3 separate regions of the Mus musculus genome follow, and all the other regions are linked to region 1. A link is a contact called in public Hi-C and HiChIP or PLAC-seq data. All regions are on one chromosome and are shown on one strand. The core of a region is the stretch at or near the end of the contact, and the rest is flanking DNA. Distances in the headings are between cores, read along the strand shown.

The links. A called contact is a pair of places that touch in the nucleus more often than the background predicts. HiChIP or PLAC-seq counts read pairs in DNA pulled down with a chosen protein or histone mark.
Region 2: a Hi-C map of the Ba/F3 cell line shows a contact between it and region 1, with 4 times the contacts expected there. The contact joins the enhancer-like site here to the promoter of Irak4 in region 1. A contact is called at or near these places in 13 of 39 promoter capture datasets (the 3T3-L1 cell line, 3T3-L1-derived adipocytes, the C10 cell line and 7 more), 1 of 15 datasets of contacts at CTCF or cohesin (large pre-B cells), 1 of 484 Hi-C or Micro-C datasets (the Ba/F3 cell line), 4 of 115 datasets of contacts at active chromatin or transcription factors (astrocytes, large pre-B cells, pro-B cells and 1 more) and 1 of 9 other capture datasets (embryonic stem cells).
Region 3: a contact with region 1 is called in an H3K27ac HiChIP or PLAC-seq map of double positive thymocytes, with 5 times the contacts expected there. The contact joins the enhancer-like site here to the promoter of Irak4 in region 1. A contact is called at or near these places in 14 of 39 promoter capture datasets (the 3T3-L1 cell line, 3T3-L1-derived adipocytes, the C10 cell line and 8 more), 1 of 15 datasets of contacts at CTCF or cohesin (large pre-B cells), 1 of 484 Hi-C or Micro-C datasets (bone marrow-derived macrophages) and 11 of 115 datasets of contacts at active chromatin or transcription factors (the 230-238 cell line, the NIH/3T3 cell line, bone marrow-derived macrophages and 8 more).

Annotation. Positions count from the first base shown.
Region 1 is chr15:94,541,615-94,546,051 of GRCm38.p6, forward strand. Irak4 (interleukin-1 receptor-associated kinase 4) reads left to right here and starts at 2,046. Exons shown (of 12, transcript NM_029926.5): 1 at 2,046-2,212. It overlaps Pus7l (pseudouridylate synthase 7-like), which reads right to left and starts at 1,893. Exons shown (of 9, transcript NM_172437.3): 1 at 1,846-1,893.
Region 2 is chr15:93,377,210-93,381,646 of GRCm38.p6, forward strand. No RefSeq gene overlaps it. Among named protein-coding and RNA genes, the nearest start is that of Zcrb1, 19 kb to the right of the region's middle. Within about 2 kb of position 2,197, at least 8 of the 459 cell types and tissues checked have an H3K27ac peak or open chromatin away from gene starts, as enhancers often do. A contact at or near this core is called in the Ba/F3 cell line, where this site is marked.
Region 3 is chr15:93,441,739-93,446,175 of GRCm38.p6, forward strand. The region is part of intron 4 of Pphln1 (periphilin 1); the gene reads left to right. Among named protein-coding and RNA genes, the nearest start is that of Pphln1, 46 kb to the left of the region's middle. Within about 2 kb of position 1,798, at least 12 of the 459 cell types and tissues checked have an H3K27ac peak or open chromatin away from gene starts, as enhancers often do. A contact at or near this core is called in double positive thymocytes, where this site is marked.

The sequences.
Region 1 (4,437 bases), core at 796-3,295:
TGTGTCAAAAACCTGTCTCAAAAGCCGGGGCGTGGTGGCGCACGCCTTTAATCCCAGCACTCAGGAGGCAGAGGCAGGCAGATTTCTGAGTTCAAGGCCAGCCTGGTCTACAGAGTGAGTTCCAGGACAGCCAGGGCTACACAAAGAAACCCTGTCTCGAAAAAAACAAAACAAACAAAAACAAAAAACAACAACAAAAAAAACCGTCTCAAAAACAGACAAAATGTTTATATTTGCCAGGTGGTGTGATATACACCTTTAATTCCATCTCTCAGGAAGCAGAGTTCAAGGGCAGCCTGGTCTACAGACCAGGGGATAGCCAGAAGCCAGGGCTATACAGAGAAACCCTGTCCTGGAAAAACAAACAAACAAAAGTTAAAAAAAAAACAAAAACATAAAATGGGTCAATTTCAAGTTTATCTGAAAAATAGTATCATTAGACCTACAAAGAAGGGAGAAGAAAATAGGACTGTTGTTACAATGATTGTCATCCTCAGAACCTCAAAATCTCCTGGAGCAAACTTCAGAGACTGTGGTAGTGTTTTTATACATTGGAAATTAGATCACGAAGAAGGATAAGAAAGGAAAGTCTATAATAAATAGTTACGTGAACTTCTCTGTACACTTCAAGGTCGGATAAGTCAGTCCTGGTCCCTCATCTTGTTCTAAATTCTCTACAGGAAAGATACAAACATCTCAAGCTAATGAAAGGGAATTTCTACCAAGTCACTGGCATAGAAGAAAAGAAAGTCTCATGGTGTTTTCTTGGAGCAGCGGCCCAAGGCCAATTCTATAGGGAATGAATCACAGTCCTCACACAATCTACTCTCTCCACGACACACGGAGCCCTGAGAGAGCAGCTTCACTGCCTAGCTCTTGTATTTCCCAGACTTTACAAGTAATTGATCATCTACATCCTCAGACATTTTCACCCACCAATAATCTAATCTATAGGATTCATCTATAAGCTTTAGGAACCTGTTTTCTTTTCTTTCACACACACACAAAGAAAAAAACTGATTTAATTTCCTGTATAGCATGACTAGCTAATGTGTTCATTATTTACTGTCCATCTTCTTCAACTTAAAGTGTCAGTTCCACATGAGCCAGAATTCTGACTAGCCCATATTCAGAACAGCACCAAGGACATAGTAGGTCTGCAGTAGATACTAGTTGAACAGATACAAGTAGAACACAGTAAGAGCGTTAATGGTGACAAGAAAGAAAGAAGTGTTAACTTTTGTCTATGATAATCAGGAATGGTATATAATAAACTGCTACTTGACTTTGGAAATAGTTCAAGAGACAGAAGCGGGGTAGAAATACCACGTGCAAGTACAATCAAGACGGGCACTGGGGGGGGGGGGGGGAAGGGGGAAGCCCTGACACAGAGCAGAGGGGATAGGGAGAATACAGCTGAAGTAATGCTGACAAGGAAAGATAGTGAACACCCTGTCAAAGGTTGGCATCTGCCCCCGTGGAGTTGTTTCTAATGGCAGATGGAAATCAGCAGTCAGCTCTGACCAAGTCCACAGGGGTCCTCGGAACCCTAGGGATTGTTGGAAAAGAAAGACCATAGGACGGCTTTCCAGGCTACACGTGGGGACAGTGCAGCACGAAGGCATGGCAGTCAAGCAGCTAGTCAAGAGGCGGGCAGACAGGGCACGTGGGGGCGAGGGTGGCAAGAGCTCCTCCTCCGCTCCGCGGGGCGAGCCGAGGCTGCAGAGGGACTCCCACCCCAACCCCACCCCGCTCCCTGGGCGCCGCCACCACGCCTCCCTCCCCGGTCCAGCAGTCTTGGATCCACCGGTGACCCGGCATCCTAATAGACTCTGTGAGCTCTACCTCGCTTCCGTGAGAAAGTGGTCCGCCGAGTGACACAGTGCGCATGCCCAGAAGCCTTTCCGCCGCCTAGCCTCTTACAGGGACATTTAAAGGGACAGGCTCCGGTTGGTGTAGCTCTTCCCTGGGTGGAGCTCGGGGAGGGAAAGGCGTGGCCTTCCGGATTGGCTCCGCCCCTATACTCTCACCCTTAGCTGACCTGCCCTCCCTGTCCCACAGGGGGATATGATGCCCCGGTGACCCGCAGCATCCCGATCGCAGGCAGTCTGAAGTCGCCTGGTGGTCCTGCGTCCTCCACCCCCGAGTCCTCGCCGGACCGTGGCGGGACGCCGATCGCCTTGTCCAGGAAGCGAGGGACGTCCGAGAGGAAGTAGGTTGTATGAGGAAGGCTGATCTCAAGCCACGATCTCTCCGCTGTCCTCTGTCCCGGGCCGGGTTGGTGATCAGTCGCTTCGCTCCAGAACCAGGAAATGGGCGCACTCGGGCAGAGGAGGCTTGGGGAGCCCCGCAGCCTCTGTGCGCTGCTCTGCCGCCGGAGTGTCTCGCTTGCTCGCTATGGGGAGCATAGGAAGCTAGCTGTAGTCAGACAGTCCAACAGGTAGAGGGAGAGGTAAGCGCAAGACAGATTGGAAGCAAGAGAGGGGCAGGAAAAGCATTCCCAAGAGAGCAAGAAAGCACCATTAGCTTTCGGAATGGACACAGTGGCCCCAAAGCAGGAAATTTAAAAAAAAAAAAAAATCGATTTTTCCGTTTCTGGGAGTAATTCTTCAAGATGTATGCCAAAGAGCTCAGGGTTTTTTTTTTTAATTCTCCTATTTTCATGCTAAACATTTTTGCTTCCTACATGTTTCAAGACTGATCTGATCACTCCGGCCAAACTTGGGCCTCCCAGTCTTGTCTTTGTTGTGTTCCCTGTTCAAACAGAAACAAACAAAAAACAAACAAACAAAACAACTTAGGAGATGAATTCGCACTCTACAGTAGCACAGACTTCTGTTGACTGCACTGCAGACAACAACGGACTGAACCGCTGAGCCTGTAAGCCAGCCCCAATTGAATGCTGTCCTTTATAAGAATTGCCTTGGTCATGGTGTCTCTTCACAGCAATGGAAACCCTAACTGAGACAAGTCACCAACTGGGAACCAAGTACTCAAATGAGGGACGATGGAATCCCCTCCTGTTCAAACCACCGCAGGCAGCGTTTAACAGACTGCCAAATGCATTCTCAGCTTGCTACCTTCTTCCATCATTAGAATAAAACTCCCCTGTGTTCTTGCCTCCCTTTTCTCCCTATTCTTCCTAACGTTTTATTTTTCAGGCACCTGGATTAATATCTGTCACAGATAGGACATGTCTTGGTGAATGGATGACATTATACATTTTAGTATACCCAAAGCGTTTTAGTGGCCACTGAAGTATGTCAGTGTTTAGAAATTGTGGACATCTCTCGGCATCTCAAAGGTCTTTTGGCAGATGCATCAGGAACAAACGGGGCTGCTGTAGGGTGAGAGGCATTGGGACAGCTAGTGTAGAACATGGTTGTTTGGGTATGGGGGAAGTTCAGACTGCGTAAAAGTATAAGGAAGAAGTGACCAGGGGGAGGGGCCAGAGTGGGAAGAAACCAAAAATTCTTATATAGGAGGAAGCTTGCTGGGCTTTTTGTTTTTGTGGGGTTTTTTTGTTTTTTTTTTTTGTTTTGTTTTTTGTACTTTGTTGTTATTGTTGTTGTTTGTTTTACTTTGCATTTTTTTTTTTTTGGTCTGTTCCCTGTGTCTTTGGGCCCCATCTCAATCCACAAGCATTGTTCACAGAGGAGAGGGCACAAAGGTCACCCCTAGCAGTCAGGTCTAGTCTTTCAGAGCACTGTAGCAGCCAAGGAATTGAGCTGGTCCCGAAAGGTGTTAAGCGGCTTTGACGTGTAAGTTTTTCTGAGCTCTGATGGGACAGAGAGGTTAACGGACACAGAGATGGCGTCAGCCCAGCTGCTTTAGTTCTGAGTCCTGGAAACAAGGTCTAGAAAGGTAAAGAGGGTTGGGCTGGATGGCCCATTGGTCTCCCCAAGAGGTCAGAGGTCATCCAGCTGATGATCCATTGGTCTCCCCCAGAGGTCAGAGGTCATCCAAGCTGATGGATGGCCCAATGGTCTTCCCCCGAAGTCATCTAGGCTGCTCTCCAGTGCTTAGGGTTTCACTGATTCAACTGCTTCAAGGTGACAAAATGAGCGATGTAGAAGGGACCTTAGGGTGCCTCAAAGGATGATCTATCCCAGGAGCCACAATAAAGCATAGCAGATAGAAGAGATCCAGAGCATAAGTCAGGAGGTGATAACTGTACAGCCTTGAGGGGAGCATTAGGAGGCAGGGAGCACACAGTGGGACCAATCTGCTCACCTCATGCTATGGAGAGAGGGGTAGAGAGAAAGAGGGAAGGAAGAAGGGATGAGAGGGAGAACAGGGTCACATCCTTCAAGGCATACCCCTAATCAGCCTTTCCATCTAGGTGGGTCTCACCTCCTAAAGTTACCACTGATTCCCAATACCCCATGAAGTTAAGACTCCATCCATGGATGAATACATTGGTAGATAACAGGAAAG
Region 2 (4,437 bases), core at 947-3,446, 1.2 Mb before region 1:
CACACACACACACACACACACACACACACCACACACACACACAATAACAAGTTCTCAAGTAGAAGAAGGAATGAAGAGAATACAATATGGAAATTCTAAACGCAAATGAGCACAGACTGTATAATACAAGAGCAAGAGTTTCCTGTGATGCTCAAGAAAATAGCAAATGTAATCTACGATAATGTAAGTACATAAACCAATAAAGTGCTAATTAATATCAGAATTTGCTGTCATGAATATGTGCGCACATCCCAATAGAAATCCTTGTGGGTTGGTTGTTGCCTGCCTTCAAAGGCACTGGGCTGATTCTATGAGGGATATTGTTTTGCCAGGCTGAAATTAACTGAGTAATACTGGTTATATTATGAGATATGGTTTCCCACCTCCCAAAGTCTCTAGGCTCCATGGCAGAGACAGTGCAAAACAGAAGGGGCCTACATACATACAGTAATAGTACAGCCCTCAAAGCCACTCAGAGATACCCAAAAGATAAATGGCCAAGGTTCGAAAGGGCCTTACTAAACACGAGAGAGACTTGAGACTATTCAGCTTACGGTTATAAAGAGTCACCAACAGTTTCTCCAAAACCTAGACAACGAAGCCTTCCAGCTCCAGGGATCCCCATGGTTGGGCTTTCTAGTTACCAGTGAAAGGGGAGAATGGGAGACCAAACCTTTTAGGTCCAGACTCCATCCTAGACCTAAGGTTGAACTTGAGTTAACTAACAAACTGGCACCTAGCACCAGTTTCCAGGTTATTCCCCAACAAATCTGCACCTCCAAGTTACAAGCCCGCCCCTGTCACTTCACTTCCTAACAACCACCAATCAGGAGGAGAACAGAAGTTACGTTTATGGTCTGGTTCCCAGCACCAGCCAATTATGCTTAAGGCCGTAATGTTTCCCCAATCAGATGTGTGCCAGTCTAGATACCCTCTTCTTGCCTCTGTAAATGCTTACCTGAAACTGAGGGCCTCCTCCCATTCTCCTGCATCAGGGACGGTGGTGTGGCCCAAGCTCGAGCTTGAATAAAGAGACCCTAGTGCGATTGCATCGTAATTGGCTCCTTGGTGGTCTTTAGGGGGGAGGGGCTCATAAACTTTCCTGGAACAACAAGGAGAACTGACCCTTTGACTTCAATTTGCGCCCTGTGGCATGTCGCATGCACTCTCATCCACATAATATACATATTTGCACGCAAATATTTTAAAAGATTTATTTATTTATTTATTTATTTATTTATTTATTTATGTGAGTACACTGTAGCTGTACAGATGGCTGTGAGCCTTCATGTGGTCGTTGGGAATTGAATTTTTGTTTTGTTTTTGTTTTTGTTTTTCGAGACAGGGTTTCTCTGTGTAGCCCTGACTGTCTTGGAACTCACTCTGCAGACCAGGCTGGCCTTAGGAATTGAATTTTTTTAGGACCTCTGCTCGATACACTCACTCTGGTCAACTTCGCTTGCTCAGTTCCTGCTTGCTCCAGCCCAGAGATTTATTATTGTACATAAGTACACTGTAGCTGATTTCAGACACACCAGAAGAGGGCGTCAGATCCCATTACAGTTGATTGTGAGCCACCATGTGGTTGCTGGGAATTGAACTCAGGACCTCTGGAAGAGCAGCCAGTGCTCTTATCCGCTGATAATGGGATCTGATGCCCTCTTCTGGTGTGTCTGAAGACAGCTACAATGTGCTCATATACATAAAATAAATAAATAAAGATAAAAAAAAAAACAAAACCCAATGGCACAGGATCCTCCTTATGCTGTTAGTATATCAGTGGCCATCTGGTTTTGTATGATGGCATCCTTCATCATTTTAACTTCGGAATTTTAAAAAATGAGATCCTAGAGCCGGGCAGTGGTGGCACACACCTTTAATCCCAGCACCAAAAACAAACAAACAAACAAACAAACAGAAAGAAAGAAAGAAAAGAAAATGCCTTTTTTATTGTTGTTGGTTAAAGGGAACTTTTAAATTACTTAATGGTTCAAAAGTATATATAGTCTTGTCTGTGAGAGACTCCTGAGGCAACAATGCTTCTAAGGGATGAGCCCCAAAAGATGTCAGCTGTCAGCTCTCTCTCTCTCTCTCTCTCTCTCTCTCTCTCTCTCTCTCTCTCTCTCTCTCTCTCTCTCTCTCTCTCATGTATACAGCATTCTTCCTGCATGTACACATGTAGGCCAGAAGAGGGCGCCAGATCTCATTATAGATGGCTGTGTGAGCGGCCATGTGATTGCAAGGAATTGAACTCAGCACCTCTGGAAGAGCAGACAATGCTCTTAACTTCTGAGCCATCTCCCCAGCCCTAGTCTGGGTTCTCTTATCTCATGGGGACCCCAACTCAGATAACACTGGACCGTGGCTTTGATGCAGAAAAGAATTCCAGGACCAGCCAGTATGGAGCAGAGTTGAGAGTGTGTTTTGTTTTGGTTTTGGTTTTGGTTTTGGTTTTTGGTTTTTGGTTTTTGGCTTTTGGTTTTTCAAGACAGGGTTTCTCTGTATATCCCTAGCTGTCCTGGAGCTCACTTTGTAGACCAGGCTGGCCTCGTACTCAGAAATCTGCCTGCCTCTGCCTCTAGAGTGCTGGGATTAAAGGCGTGCGCCACCATGCCCATCGAGAGTGTTGTTTTTGTTTTGTTTGTTTGCTTGGGTGTTTTTGTTGTTCTTGTTGTTTGCTTGTTTTTAAAATCCAATAATATACTGAGCTCTCACTGTGTAGTCCTGGTTGACCTGGAACGCACAGTGTAGACCAGTCTGGGATTTAACTCACAGAGATTAACTCTCAAATGTGTACCTCCATTCCCCAGTTACTAAAAAGTATTTTCTATCAGCTTTAAGCATGAGAGTTAACAGTAAGAGAGGCACTCAGAAAGTAAGGTCCGTCCTAGAGTCTGACTGTATGCTTCCGGAAGAAGAATCACACAGGGATAAACTATTAAAACTATTAACACTTTAAGAGTTAATTCAAGTCCGCATTAGCAGCAACCTCCTCCCCCAAGTGTCTTATTCTGAAGAGAAATTCGCCCTCGGGGAAATTCGTCTGCTCAGGCTGCTCCCCATTCATCGGACACATGCAGTAGACAGACCCGTAAGACCAGGTGACATATTGGACACACACAGTAGACAGACCTGTAAGACCCAGTGACATAAATGACTGCTTCAGTCCCCATCGCTGGAGTCAAAGAAGTTTTCTTTCCAGATATAAATGGTTTCCTTGGAGTTGCCTTGAGTCCCAGAGCTCAGGTCCCACGTACAGAGTTAACATCTGATCATATCCATTATCTTGTGTCCGTATGAGGACTCTTGACTGTTGACTGTGGTGGTCCCATAAATAATTTAAATGCAGAATTATGCTCTCTCTATGTCTACGTATTGCTGAACACACACACACACACACACACACACACACACACACACACGTCTTAGGGTTTCTACTGCAGTGAAGAGACACCATGACGATGGCAACTCTCCTAAAGGAAGACGTTTAACTGGGTCTGGCTTACAGTTCCAGAGGTTTAGTCCATTATCATCATGGCGGGAAGTATGGTGACACACAGGCAGATATATGGTGCTGGAGAAGGAGCTGAGACTTCTACACCTTGATCTACAAGCAGCAGAAGGAGACTGTGAACCACACTGGATGTAGCTTGAGCATAGGAGACACACTTCTTCCAACAAGGCCACACCTCTTAAGAGAGCCACTCCCTATGGGTAGGTAAAGCATTCAAACACAGGAGTTTGCTGGGGGCTTGGGGGAGACTTAACGTTTCAAACCTTCTCTCACACGCAGTTTGGAACTGATATCTTGGATTACTTGGCTTTATATGCAACTCTTATCACAGTATTTCCCCCATATTTTCCTTAAGGGATGAGACAGAGGATAGGCTATGAAGCAACCTGATCAGCCTACTTGAGTTTATTTTGAAAGTTCAGTTTGGGGAGATAAGTATTTCCAGGGAAGTAGAAGAGAAGTAACTGAAGAGATTATGAGCCAGGGCAGTGCTGCAAACGTATGGAATTCCTTGGTAATACCGATCAGAGGCAGTTTTGTTTGTATTACGACAAACAATGAGTCCAAAGTGAGAAGCCAAATCTTCTAGCTCAGACTCCATTTTAGAGACCCTGACCTAAGTTTGACTGGTACCTAGCATTCGTTTCCAAGTTGCCCCCTTCCCCACAACAAAACTTGAGCCTAGCTCCAGTCTCTAGGTTCCTTCCCAACCAGACCAGTGTTTCCAGGTTATTATCCCAATAGATCTGTGCCTCCAGGTTACAGCCCGCCCCCTGCTAATGACCTCCAACGCAGAGAGGAGCACAAGTTAAGTTTATGATAGGACTCCCAGCACCAGCCAATTGTGTTCAAGGCCACAGCAGCTTTCCAAAGAGACGCTTGCATTTAGCCTCCACTTGCTGCTTAATATAAAGCCTTGCACC
Region 3 (4,437 bases), core at 548-3,047, 1.1 Mb before region 1:
CTAAAGTGCATCTCCAGGGAGATGTTCCTACAAGGCATGCTTTTCTTCTGTCATTGCGAACACTCAGAGACTTGACAGAATAGTATAGTAAGTGGTGCACATAGCATTCCTCAATTCTCTGTGTGACAACTCATGTTCAATTCTTGCGGTGTGTAAAAGAGAGTCTTGTCATCAAGTCTAAGTCAGTCCACCCCCGTCCTTTCTAGCAGTCCAAACAAGAACTTATCGTTCTTGTTGGATTCTTGTGTTCAGGGAATATCGATATAAGTCTTCTGTTATTGGCAAAGCAGTAGAGCTTCACAGAACACATCTGTTTTGCATATAGATGTGTGAATGGTGACAGAAGAGGTAGCACTGAAGGGCTAAAAGGAAGGCTCCGTGGATAAGAGCAATTTGCGCACTAAGTTTGATCCTTAGAACCTATAGAAAAGGGAGACACAGGGGTTCTATTCCTCGTTCTCCTAGACAGATGGGAAGCTTGCCGATCATCTAGCCTACTGTACACAGTGGTGAGCATTGAGAGACATCTCACACAAGGCAGAAAGTCAGGGCCAACATTCAAGGTTGTCTTCTGAATTCCACGTGTGTGCCATGATCCTTTTGTGTCTGTGTTCCTACATGTGAATATGCACACACCCACAAGGTTGTTTGTTTGTTTTAACGTATTTAATGTGTATGGATGTGTTGTCTGCTCCTCTGTGCACCAGCTGTACTACTTGTATGTCTGTGACTGCCCGGTTCCCTAGAAGGCCAGAAGGGGGCACTGGATCCCTTAGAATTAGAGTTATAAATGCTGTGAGCCACAATGTGTTGGTGGGAATTGAATTGGAGTCCTCTAGAAGAGCAACAAGTGCTCTTAACCACTGAAATTCTGTCTAGACCCCGAAAAAAAGAATTTTTTAAAAAGTATGTTGTGGTGGTTTGAATATCCTTGGCTCAGGGAGTGGCACTATTAGGAGGTGTGACCTTGTTGGAGTAGGTGTGGCCTTATTGGAGGAAGTGTTTGCCTTTGGAACAAGATGTAGAAATCTCAGCTCCTTCAGAGTGTGTTAAAATGTACCTTATAATTGAAATCCTGATATGATTTTAAATAGTTCTATAAATACAAATATTAAGTGAAGATAACAATTTTATTATTCCTTATACCCTTATTCTTTTAATTCTTCAATCCCAATCCTATTCCAGCTAGGGGCGGAACAAGAATTTCGATGAATACAGTAGCTTTGTTACTGGGCTAAGTCTAGCCCTTATGTGCGTGTGTGGGTGCATGTATGTATGTGTGTGTGTGCGCGTGCATGCGTGGGTGCATGCATGTGCGAATGTACACATGTGTGGCAAGAGGACTTCTTGGGTGTCATCTTCAGGAATGCTTTCTGCCTTCTTTGAGATTAGGTCTCTTGTTTGCTGGAACTTTCTACTTAAGAGTAGAGCAGTGATCAGGGTCTGGGGCTCTGCCTGTCTCTGCCTCCTCAACATTAAGATTTCAAGCATGTGTAACCATGTCTGATTTTTCTGTTCAACTGAAAAAGTTCATCTATTTATTTAATTTTTCTGTGGGGGTGGGGGTATACACACATTTGGCATATGTGTAGAGGTCAGAAAACTCCTTTCATCAAGTAGATTCCTGCCTTCACTCGCTGAGCCGTCTCCCTGACTGCATGCCTGGATTTTCCACTTGGAGGCTGGGGGTCATTCAGGCTCTCGTGCTTCTGAGGTAAGCACTTCACCGCAGGTGCCATCTTTCCCCAGACATCAGTTCTTTCCTTATTGCTAGTGTGTCTTTTCCCTGCCCTTGTGTGGGTGGATGTCACCAAGTGGATTTTTCCCCAAGAGTACGGCTTGGGGAAAATCCGTGTGAGCCCCGTGTAATTGAACTCAGACTGTCACAATTGGCAAGGTTTGTAATTAACAAGCCATCGAATGATTTTTTTGCTCTTGTTTCGTTTGTTTACTTTGGGAGGGTTTTCAGGTAGCCCAAGTTGGCTTCAGACTTTGCTGAACTGGCTGGGAGCTCTGCTCTCTGCTAGCTCTGCTCTCTGCTAGCTCTGCTCTCTGCTAGCTCTGCTTTCTGCTAGCTCTGCTCTCCGAGCTCTGAGCCTGCTAGCTCTGCTCTCCGAGCTCTGAGCCTGCTAGCTCTGCTCTCTGAGCTCTTAGCTGCAGGTGTGCCGCCCCACACCCACACCCACGCCCCGAGTCCTCAGCTTGACCTCAGCACCTGGAAGTTTTCTCTCTGCTCCCTCATGGGAGCTGTGAGCACATGGGCTTTAGTTGCCCATACTTACCCTAACCATGTAGGGTTACTTTATTTCCTTATACTTTAATCATTTATAATTTGCTTAGCATTAAAAGTGACATCAGAACCACTAAGTTCACACTCCACACTCATTCTTCAGAGTCCTTGTATTTTTTAAATTAGTGTATATTAACTGTACAAAATATTTTTATTAATTTATATAATGTACTTTGATCATCTGTCTTCTGTCCCACTGTCTCCCATCTTGTGATCCCCTTGTTCTCCCCTATCTATACTATATCTATACTATACTATATCTATACTATACTATACTATATCTATACTATATCTATATCTATACTATCCCTCTGCATTTAAACACTGCAGTCACAGGTCACAGATGGGAGAAAATATGCAGTGTTTCTTCTTCTGAGTCTCCTTATCTCAGTCATTACAATCTTGTAATTATTTCACAAAATTCCTAGTCATCTCTGTGGTCCCCTTGCTTGCATCTTAATTTTAAACCTTCCATTGTTAAGAGAAACTCAGTATAGGATCTGTGTTGTGGAGTTTGTTTCTAGAATTAAAATATATCTGTCATGTCCATGCCTGTTAAGTACTGCATTCAGTACAGTAGTCTGTATTATATAACCAATAACTTCATTATCTATAATTATGCTTTCTGGTTTGGGTTTTCTACAGTATCCCTTGTTCTTGTGTGATTTGAAGAAAAGCAGTTGTTAAAGTGGATGTCTCTGGGTACATCTTACACGCGTTCTCACGACCGGCCAGGAAGAACACAACAAACCAGAATCTTCTGCGGCAAAACTTTATTGCTTACATCTTCAGGAGTAAGAATGCAAGCCCCAAGCCCCCTGCTTACATCTTTAGGAGCCAGAGCGCCAGAGCGCCAGAGCGCAGAGCAAGAGCTCTATTGTTTACATCTTTAGGAGCAAGAGAGCAAGCCCCAAGCCCCAAGCCCAAAGCGAAAGCGAAACCCCGTCCCTCTTAAGGGGAGTTATCCTTCCTAGGACGTATCACTCCCTGATTGGCTGCAGCCCATGGCCGAGTTGTAGTCACGGGGAAGGCAGAGTACATGGGGTGGAGAACTACCTTTGGCACATGCGCAGATTATTTGTTTACCACTTAGAACACAGCTGTCAGCGCCATCTTGTAACGGCGAATGTGGGGGCGGCTTCCCACAGGTACATTTATCCTTCTCTTAGCAGGTAATCCTATCTCAAAAAGAAAGTATTGTTTGGAGTATTAGATATATCCTTAGCTATTACTTGTAAGAAGTCACTAAAGACAAACTCTTGGAGGACTTAATATTTGTTTGAAGCATTTAAGTTATGTCTATAACTTTGCTTCACTTCAGTGCCAAGCACTTTATCGCTAGTATATGGACCCAGTGGAAGTGCTTCCAATGGCACCAGTTTCAGTTAGAAGTTGAATATGTCTTTAAGATGGTAATGAACTTAATAATACACCTTCCCCCCCCCCCCCCAAGCTTCATAATTAGAAACAGCACCTTACGGTTTGGGCTGCTGGTTGTCATGATCCGAATGGCTTACTGTTCCTGATAGCATCCAGTGTTTCATGTAGCATGTGACACTACTTAGTTTCATTTCTATGATAAAGTATCTTGATAACAAGTAGCTTAGGGGAAAGGTCTTATTTCAGCTCACAGCTGGGGTTTTAGTCCATCTCTCAGGGAAGTCAAGGTGCCGGCCGGGGTTGGAAGTGACCAGTCGGGTTATGTCCATATCAAGAGGTAGCCATGAGCTGTGAACCTCGTGCACAGCTCTCTTCCTCCAGTGTTGCACAATACAGGGTCCTGCCTAGGAACTGTACAAACCTTAGTTGCCGATATTTTCCATATCAATAAAGATATTTAATCAGTTATGGCTTCTTCCACAGACTAGACAAGACATACCTGATCTAGAGGACCCCTCATTGAAACTCTGTTATCAGGTGATTTGTAGACTATGTAAAGTAGATGATTAAAATTAACCCCTCAGCCCTAGAAAAGATCAAATATTGAAGAATAGGCTTCTTTTGAAGGCATATGGGTAATCTACCATCATTACATAGGAATATGTAAGTTGAACAGTTAAAAATCAATGAAGATTTGAAATTTATTTTTTCTTCCTCATTTGTGCTTTTTATTGGTACTAATGTTTTTTTCTTAGTAGTTTTTTTTA